2 separate regions of the Danio rerio genome follow, and region 1 is linked to region 2. The links are chromatin contacts, called in public Hi-C maps. All regions are on one chromosome and are shown on one strand. The core of a region is the stretch at or near the end of the contact, and the rest is flanking DNA. Distances in the headings are between cores, read along the strand shown.

What was found. A called contact is a pair of places that touch in the nucleus more often than the background predicts.
Region 1: a Hi-C map of embryo shows a contact between it and region 2, with 9 times the contacts expected there. The contact joins the promoter of si:ch211-14c7.2 here to the enhancer-like site in region 2. A contact is called at or near these places in 2 of 18 Hi-C or Micro-C datasets (embryo and hematopoietic stem cells).

The regions. Positions count from the first base shown.
Region 1 is chr18:49,206,637-49,211,833 of GRCz12tu, reverse strand. It overlaps si:ch211-14c7.2, which reads left to right and starts at 2,059. Exons shown (of 6, transcript XM_001920354.7): 1 at 2,059-2,352. prx (periaxin) reads left to right here. Exons shown (of 8, transcript XM_068214972.2): 8 at 1-82.
Region 2 is chr18:48,832,606-48,837,471 of GRCz12tu, reverse strand. abcc5 (ATP-binding cassette, sub-family C (CFTR/MRP), member 5) reads right to left here. Exons shown (of 28, transcript NM_001195613.1): 15 at 4,506-4,649; 16 at 2,976-3,072; 17 at 1,261-1,445; 18 at 771-917. Among named protein-coding and RNA genes, the nearest start is that of rnpepl1, 27 kb to the left of the region's middle. Within about 2 kb of position 2,796, at least 4 of the 62 cell types and tissues checked have an H3K27ac peak or open chromatin away from gene starts, as enhancers often do.

The DNA of each region.
Region 1 (5,197 bases), core at 810-3,309, 380 kb before region 2:
TCTGAAACCGTCATTTTGAGGATGCTTATCTCTATCTAATGCAAAAATAGAACACTTAAATAAAACGTTAACATTATAATCAGTTGTAGCTTATTTTTCCTGATCCTTTTCCTTATTCATTTGCACATAATTCCACTAGTGTGGCATCGCTAACGATAAACAGTCCATTCCAGGGATACAGCAGGCATAACAATGAACACTACTCAACATTGCAACATACAGTAATACTGAACACACACAAAATGTTTTGTGACTAATAAAAATAACATCCAGATGAAAAAACAGTGGAAATTCTGACTTCAAAAATAGTGCAGCTTAGTGCGGCTTAGTCCCTTTACTCATCAGGGGTCGCCATAGCGGGATGAACCACCAACTTATCCAGCATTTGTTTTACACAGCGGACGCCCTTCCAGTTGCCCTGTCCACTCATTGACACCCATACACCACTGCCAGTTTGGTACATTTAATTCATCTATAGCACATCTCTTTGGATTGTGGGGGAAACGAGAGCACCTGTTTTCATTATTATACCTTTAAAAATAAAACTCTTGTTGTAGCAACACAATGTACTGTGATATAGGTGACATATCAAAGATTATCATTTGTAGTGATAATTTGGGTGACACAGTGGTTAACACTGTCGCCTCACAGCAACAACATCACTGGTTCAAGCCCCGGCTTGGCCATGTGGTGTTTCTGTGTGGAGTTTGCATGTTCTCACGTTTTGACGTGGGTTTTCTTCGGGTGCTCCAGTTTCCCCCACAAATCCAAAGTTATAACTGACACATGAACAAATAGTCATAATATTTAGACTTTTTTGGAACTGAAATGTTTATTATCCTTCTATCAAGATCCATTTTCATGCCATATAGATGTTTTTATGAATGTATTATGTGTTATATTGATATATCAGGCCTTTTGGTAACTTTTATTTGCTCAAATTAGTTTTAGTTACAAAAAAAAATGTTTTACCCATAACGTTTTGATAAAATAGAACATTTTAGGATGATTGTCTTGGTTTATTTTTTACCCTAAAGATTTTAAAATCTTTTTTATTTCAGATTGAGAGGTGTAATAGCAGTTTCAGACAATTGTTAATGCAAAGACAGACCTTACACCTCGCATATGAGAAGTGATTGCATTTTTATTTTCTTTTGCGCTTTAGGACTTCCATATCTATCTATCAAATGTACAAAAAATACAAAAGCAAGGGACGTCAAGGTGCTATAATCATTTAGTGAGGAAATTAAAATTGAGAAGAAATTTGGGTTGGGATGAGATGTAATTCTTTGTGATTTAACAGGCTTAGTGTAATTATACTTTTACTACTTCATATTATTTCAGTTGTGTTCAGAATTGTGAATGTATTTGTCTGAATCATGTTGACGAGGAAAAAATATCTTTAATATATTGATGCAAAATTTTAGCACTATCACTTTGTTGTTATAACATAGCCTAGTTGGATTGGCGGTGGTGGTGGTGGTGGAACCTGCATACCCCTCAGTAAATGTGTAGTTGTGCTCCTGGGTGTTTCCCAATGTTGAGTTGCGGCTGGAAGGGCATCCACTGCGTAAAACATATGCTGGATTAGTTGGCAGTTCATTCCGCTGTGGTGACCCCTGATTAATAAAGGGACTGAGCTGAAATGAAAATGAATGAATGGATAAATGAATGAAAATAAACATGTTCACCTAAATTTTGACATTTTCCTCTCAAAAAGTGACTTAAAACCTCACCACAAAGTCTGTCAATTGGAAGCAGACAACAAAACGGGACGTCTCGTTTCAAAACTTTCATTTTAAGTTGCCATTACGCGCGTAAAAGAAAGAAGTCTACCAAAAGAGACGGTGCACAAGGGATTCAAAAGGGTGAAGACACAAGGTGACCTACTGTACCCACCAGAACTGACTGAAGATGTAAATGAAGATGCTATAATGAGGTAATGTTGGCGCGTGTGCGTGTCGTGCTCGTGCGTAAACGTGGACGCACCGGCAGCGTGCGCGCTATTGGTCAGCTGAGCGCACGCGCGGGATTGCGGAGGATCTGCGTTGCATCGCCAGTAAAAGCAGCCTGCGCTATGGGGAGACACGGAGGTGTAGCGTGACGTTCAGCACACAGGATGAACATGGGATTTAATAGGCTTCACTAAAATTCGTAGGTCTGTATTCGGATATGCTGCCTTAAACGTAGCGGTGTAATGGATATCTTAATTTCCGCGCAGTCTAAAATCCTCATGAAGGTTAAAGGCAAAATCCTTCAGCCCAGAAGCATCTTCACAACGTACGACAGCTGGAATTGTGTGATTCGTGACATCGCTTTCGGCACGAGGAAAATGACTGGCACACTGTAAAGGTAAGCGGGCACAAAGAAAGACAGACCCCGGGTATTTGTTATTTAAAATGTAGGGGTATAATCTGGTATTAAAACGCGAAAAGGAGCGATGCGGATAATTCCCCCTCCTCGAGGATGCTTCATGTAAGGATTCATCTGTGTGGGCAAGTGTTAGTTAATGATAGACTCCCCCGATTTGGTGCAAGTGATGCGATCACGTATTGTGTGTGTGTAGACTACGTAATACAGCATCCTCTGTATGATCATCATGACATAGTTTGTGACAGGCGAACAAAATCTGAGGGAAATATAGATTATATCGTATACAATGTATGATTGCTTAAAGTAATAATTGTTCTAATATTGAATATAATCCATTTTAAACAAAGAATTTGTGTAGATGTGTACTAAACATTTTAAATTAAACTGTTACAAAATAAAATATAAAAATTATTTTATTAAATTAAATGGATATTTTATGACATGACAATATCATTTAATTATAGCTGCAATAACTAAAAATAAAATATACTATATATATATATATATATATATATATATATACACACACACACACAGAGTTGAAGTTAGGATTATTAGCCCCCCTGAAAAAATATTATCAGACATACTGTGAAAATGTCCTTGCTCTGTTAAACATCATTTGGGAAATATTAGAAAGACAAAAAAATCAAAGGGGCTAATAATTCTGACTTCAACTGTATATACAGTTGAATTATAGCCCTCCTTTATTTTTATTTAAATTATTTCAAGTATTTCCTAAATGATGTTTAACAAAGCTAGGACATTTTCAAAGTATGTCTAATAAGATTTTTTCTTCTGGAGAAAGTCTAATTTGTTTTTTTTCGGCTTGAATAAAATCAGTTTTTGATTTTTTTTTGATCTATTTTAGGGACAAAATTATTAGCCCCTTTAAGCTTTTTTTTTTTTTTTTTGACCATCATTATACAATAACTTGCCTAATTACCCTATCCTGCCTAGTTAACCTAATTAACCGAGTTGAGCCTTTAAATGTCACTTTAAGCTGTATAGAAGTGTCTTGAAAAATATCTAGTAGTCATTAGAGATGAGTTATTAAAACTATTATTTTTAGAAATGTGCTGAAAAAATCTCTCCGTTAAACAGAAATTGGGGAAAAAATAAACGTGTGTGTGTGTGTGTGTGTGTGTGTGTGTGTGTGTGTAATAAAAAAAAATATACATCAATAGTTTAGGATCAGTTTTTCTTTCTTCATGGTTTTTATTTTAAGAAAACTTATCTGTTCATCAAGGCGGCATTTATTAAATGTAAAAAAAATGTAACTGTTAAATATTTAATAAAATTTTAAATAACTGCTTTCTTATTGTTTGTAGTTTTAAATGAAATTAGTACTCCATTATTTTCTTATTACTATCATTAATAATAATAATAATAATAATTAATATTAGAGTGATTTCTGAAGGATCATGTGACTGACAGTACCTGGTAGTGTATGTGTACATACCATACCATTAGTTAATTTATTAATCCACTATTTACCATAGATGCATAATGAGCTATATATTTTACAGCATTAATTATTAACTAATTAATTAATTAATTAATCATTACAAGTTAATAAAAAATCATTTTAGTAAAAGCAACTTTTGCTCTTTAATAATGCATTAATAGCAATTGATATTAAGTAAGATTGATGCATCTAGTCGAAATTATTTGCTATAACCATAACCAATACTGTCAAATTGAAGCAATACAGAAACAGTTTGTTACATATTTCATATATATATATATATATATATATATATATAATATATACAGTTGAAGTCAGAATTATTAGCCCCCTTTAGATTTTTATTTTCTTTTTTAAATATTTCCCAAACAATTTTTTAACAGAGCAATGAAATTTTCACAGTATGTCTGATAATATGTTTTCTTCTGGAGAAAGTCTTATTTGTTTTATTTCGGCTTGAATAAAAGCAGTTATTAATTTTTTTAAAAACATTTTTGGGACAAAATTATTAGCCCTTTAAGCAAATTTTTTTTTTAGATAATCTACAGAACAAACCATCATTATACAATAACTTGACTAATTAACCTAACTTGCCTAGTTCACCTAATTAACCCAGTTAAGCCTTTAAATGTCACTTTAATCTGTGTAGAAGTGTCTTGAAAAATATCTAATAAAACATTATTTACTGTCATCATGGAAAAGATAAAATAAATGAGTTATTAGAAATAAGTTTTTAAAACTATTATGCTTAGAAATGTGCTGAAAAAAATCTGCTCTCCATTAAACAGAAATTGGGGGAAAAAATTAACAGGGGAGCTAATAATTTAGGGGGGCTAATAATTCTGACTTCAACTGTATTTCAATACAGTATATCATGTCCTCTTGCCATTCCAAACAGTTCATCTTTGGAACGCAAATGAACATAATTTTAATCCTGTCTCTTCACTTCTATAGTCTTTGGAACAATTGGAAATATCAGAGTTTTGAACACACACTTGTCCCTTGTGTAGTTTTAAATGAGGAAAAGTGTAACGATCAATATGGCGAATGAAGCCCCGTCTTCTGCTACAGGAGCCAATAAGTGATCATTGTAGACTGATGATTCTCCGGGGAAGAGTTTGGAATAGATAGGACACTATACTGTCAGTGAGCACCATCTTTCGGATAAGTAATTTATTAACCGATTTTCGGTTAAATCGAGGTCCTGAATCTCTGTGGTCATTAAAAATCCTGTGGCACTTCCCAAAACAGAAAAGAAATTGGGGGAAAAAATAAGCAGGGGCGCTAATAATTCAGGGGGGCTAATAATTCTGACTTCAACTGTGTGTGTGTGTGTGTGTGTGCGTGTGTGTGTGTGTG
Region 2 (4,866 bases), core at 1,547-4,046:
ATTAAATAAATTATCGTAATTATTATTGATAAAATATCGTTTTTAAAGTATCGTTAAAATATCATTATCGTGATGACACTCAACAACAACATTGCATATTTTCCCACTATCGTGCAGCCCTGCTAGAGACACTACAGAGCATGATCACCACATATATATATTTTTTTATTGCTGATAAAATTGCATTTTTAGTTATTTATATTGTAAAAGTATCGTTATCATGATATGAGACTCAACAACAATATTGCATATTTTCCCGCTATCGTGCAGCCCTGCTATAGACTCTATAGAGTACGATCATTACAAAAACTATTATTTTTATTTGCTGATAAAATATCGTTTTTAAAGTATCAAAAAAAATATTGTTATCGCGATATGACACTTAACAACAATATTGCATATTTTCCCACTATTGTACAGCCTTACTAGAGACACCATAAAGTATGATCATCACATAAACGAATATTTTTTAATTCCTGATAAAATATTGTTTTTATAGTTATTTATATTGTAAAAAATATCGTTATCGCGATATGACACTCAACAACATTGCATATTTTCCCACTAATATGCAGCCCTGCTATAGACACTAACAGAGTATGATCATTAAATAAATGATTCTTTTTATTTGCTGATAAAATATCGTTTTTAAAGTATCGTTAAAAATATCGTTATCCTGATATGACTCACAACAACATTGCATATTTTCCCACTATCGTGCAGCCCTGCTATAGACACTATAAAACTACCGACAGGATGCAAAATCTCACCTTGACAAACACAATGCCTCTCAGCAGTTTGAGGAGCAGCATGACTCCCATAGACATGGTGTAGACGGCAGCGTAGTGCTGCATCAGAGGGTTATCTCGCATGCTCTCGCTCAGCACTGAACTGTTGCCCACCTGCACTGTGGTGTTCTGTTGAGCAACAAACCATTCACAAACATCACCAATGGCCATTTCACATTCATTTCACAACACTCTGCATTTAAAAGAAAGGCACAAAAGAATGATACTTATAAATAATAAACATAATGATACTTCAATTAACTTTTGTGTCTGTATTTCACATTCATGATTCCAGTTATTAAACGAATGTATGAGAGTCATTATTAAAATGTAACATTTGTTTTGTGAAGCCAAACTAACAGTAACAACTTCAAAAAGAAAGAAAAGCGGCACAAAGCAAGCTCACAAGTACATGAAATATTTAAACACATCTCAGGTCTCATGGAAATCAAGCCTTTCTGTGTTTTCTTACCCCGCTGCCCTGCTTGATCCAGTAGCTGAGCCACCAGTTGCTGAAGGCTGTGCTTCCCACATTGAGGATGAAGAGAGCCAGGATGAAGAGGAAGACGGGCCAGCCTCCTAAAGCCTGGATGTATACTTTATACACAGCCCAGGGCACCGAGCCTTTCCCTCTCTCCTCCACCTGCATCAGCTGACCTAAAAACAGCACAGAAATGAAGAAGAGTAATTATACCTCCAATATAAGCTCAAGTGCTTGTGCTCCCCAGAATATCTGTGTACCCAAATTCACCCCAAAATGAAATGTACTCACTATTTACTCACCCTAAGGTGGTTTATGAGTTTTTTATTTATTTATTTAAACATTAAAGAAGATGAAAAAGATAATAAAACTTTGAAAAACGAGATTAAAACCTGTAACCACTGACTTCAATAGTAGGAAAACAGATATTATGGAAGTCAATGGTTACAGGTTTACAACATTTTCACAATATCTTCTTTTGTCTTCAACAGATGGATGAAATCAGTAAAGGTTTCACACAAGGGAAAGTAAATGATGACAGAATGTTCGTTTTTGGAAGATCTATCCCTTTAACCATACACACACACACATAAGCCACATGTGCTTTTAAAATGTTTTTGCACTACTTATGTTGTCCACAAGGTGTCAGCACTGAACCACACTGCTGTTTAACAGTCAGAAATGAACTGAGATGGAACTGAACACAGAACAACAAACTACTGAAGAGGGCTTGTGTGAGGGGATTAAATGATGACCAAAACTATATTTTAAGCTAGTACAAAGACTTGTGATGCTCATAACTTGAAAAATAATCTTTCTAATTTGAATGAGAAAGCCTGTGCTTTTAAAGAGCCCTTATTATGCGTTATAAAAGGTCATATTTTGGTTTTGGGGGTCTCCAACAACAGGCTGATATGCATGCAAAGTCAAAAAACACTTTCATTGTCTTATAATATGCATTTATTTTTACCTAATTATCCCAACCATATATTTGTTCAGCGATTTGTTCCCAAAACCCTCCAAAGCGTGATGCTAATCTGTGCTGATTGGTCTAAATTTATCAAGTTACTTACACTTGTGAAATGGAGGAAGGAACTGATCCATGAACTGTGCACTGTAAAGTACCTGTCAAGCTCCCATACATTAATAGTCTTTTCTGATCCTTCTTTAACAAACGGTCGACAAATACTCTGTTGTAAGCGTGTAGATTGCTGAAGCACTCGTCAGAAAAATGACAGGAACACAGCACAAGGCCGGGGCTGTAATGCTGAGGTATTTTTGCAAAAATAAACTTCATCCACTGACTCTTCACAGCCTCATCTTTGGGTAGAGAGAATAACACTAACTTTCTCTCAAACTTCAGAGCACAGCGTCTTCACCACATGATTCAACCGGGATTTGCTACTGTGTTTGTGGGCGGGGCCTGTGGTTTCAATTTTCCCGCGTCTGTGCTTGCAGCAAATGGGCAGGGCTTCATTTCCGTGTTGATATAGCTAAAGATTCGTTGCCCAGACGATTCATTTGAACCACTGAGTTGACTCTTTTATAGATGAATCAATAGTTTTAAACACGGCACACTTTCTTGCCTTAGCTGGATAATTCACTTCACTTACAGCTGTATTACACACTGCATGGAAGGTCATTTTTAAAAACCCATAATAGGAGCTTTAATCGATGCGGTTAAGTGTAAAAACGATTAAATTTACCATCGCCCTGGGTGGTTGATTTTTCTTTTTTGACAGATCCTGCCTTGCTCTTCTCCAAGGGTTTTTTCAGGGAGCTCCCAGACTTCTTATTCGGAACCTGAGATGACAAAAAAAACCCTGCTGAATCACAACTTTCAGGTTCATCTGTGTGTATCTGCCAAAGCTGACTAAAAAAGCAGAATAAGCATTCATAACTTCTCCTTTTGGGTTAAAGAGCAGAAATAAAGTCACAAGTGGTTTGGAAAGACACGACGGGAAATGACGACAATGATTTCGGGTGAACTGTCTCTGAACTGTTTCAACATCTTCCTATCTGTTTTAAAAGCCAAACGACAACTTCACTTCAAGCTCAAATGAAATCTCTCTCATTTCAAATCTGTTGTGAGTCACAAAATCTCTATTTTGATTATTGTTTTGTTCATATTATGGAATTCAGTGCAATTTTAAAGCCTCAGTGAGATCAAAATGAAAGTTTTTCATGTGTTAGTATCAACATGTTAATCTGTAAGCGAGTGTGTGCATTTAGGAAATATAAACATTCATAGCTTGCCGTTTATCACTTCTGCCAAAATGGATCAACACATGTTGTTTTGAGGTCAAATCTCCTGATCAAACAAATGCCCTTAACTTAAATGCTCGTATTCATAACCACACCCCTTTTACCGTTAGTTTGCTATGAGGGAATGATGTGCAAAAGAGCCCCACTCCCCTACACAATATTCAGTTTTAGGTGGAAGTACATCAACATACTGAAATAAAAGTCTCAGCAATTTCTGATTCCTGCAGACTAAAACCTAATGTAAAAGCCTTTTTGGTGATGGCAGCTTAAAGACGCCTCTCATATGGAGAATGAAATCACATGCAATGCTCTGGCGTGAGTTTCTCACAGACTTCATCAGAGTAAAAAATCTTGATAGATCTGTGGGTCTCGTTTATCAAATCTGAGGTTTATTTTGTATTCTCTAGTGGATTCGAGTCAGGTGATTGGCTGGGCCATTCCACAGCTTGATTTTCTTTCTCTGTAAGCATCTGAGAGTTTCCTCGGCTGTGTTTTGGATCATTGTCTTGCTGAATTGTCCACCCTGGTTTTACCTTTATACTCCTGCTAATGTAGATGTTGGACTGAAGCAGTGAATACTAACTTACACTGAGGAGGGGCAGAGGGTTGCTGAAGAACTACTGAGAGATTTCAGCTGCTGTCTGGGCTTTCTCTGCCTTTCTACACCTCCCTTTCTTCATGTGTTCAATACTTTTTCTCTGTGTCACTGCATTTTATTACACATAACTTAATTTGTAAACTAATTAGTTTGTTTTATTTGCATATATGAATTAATTTGGATGTTACCAACATCAGGTGAAAATTTCAAATCAACAGCACTTTTAGAAACAAGTTTTCTGAGAAAAAATAGTGTTAAATACTTATTTCCCCCTCTGTATACCATCAAACTACAGCAGTTCCAATAGTGCTTGTGGTTTGTCATGACATGCAGGTAAATAAAAGATTATTTGTCTGACTAAGGCGATAATGACCTCGATGATGGGCGTTTCTCCGAGCTGAAGGTTGTTGAACATGGCGGCGTAATCTCCATTCACATTCATCAGGTCCTCATGACTGCCCTGCTCTGTGATGCTACCGTCACGCATGACGATCACGTCATCACAGTCCACCAGATACTGACAATAGAAGAGGCTAAAATTAGCAAATTGTCATAAACACAGTAATCACAAACCTTCACATATTTATATATATCAAAGGCTTTTTTTTAAAGAAAACTCTAATATGGAGAATGAAGTCACATGCATTGCTAGTTTAAAAATCTTGATGTTCTGTGGGTGTCGTTTATCAAATCTGATCTTTATTTTGAATTCTCTATTGGATTCAAGTCAGGTG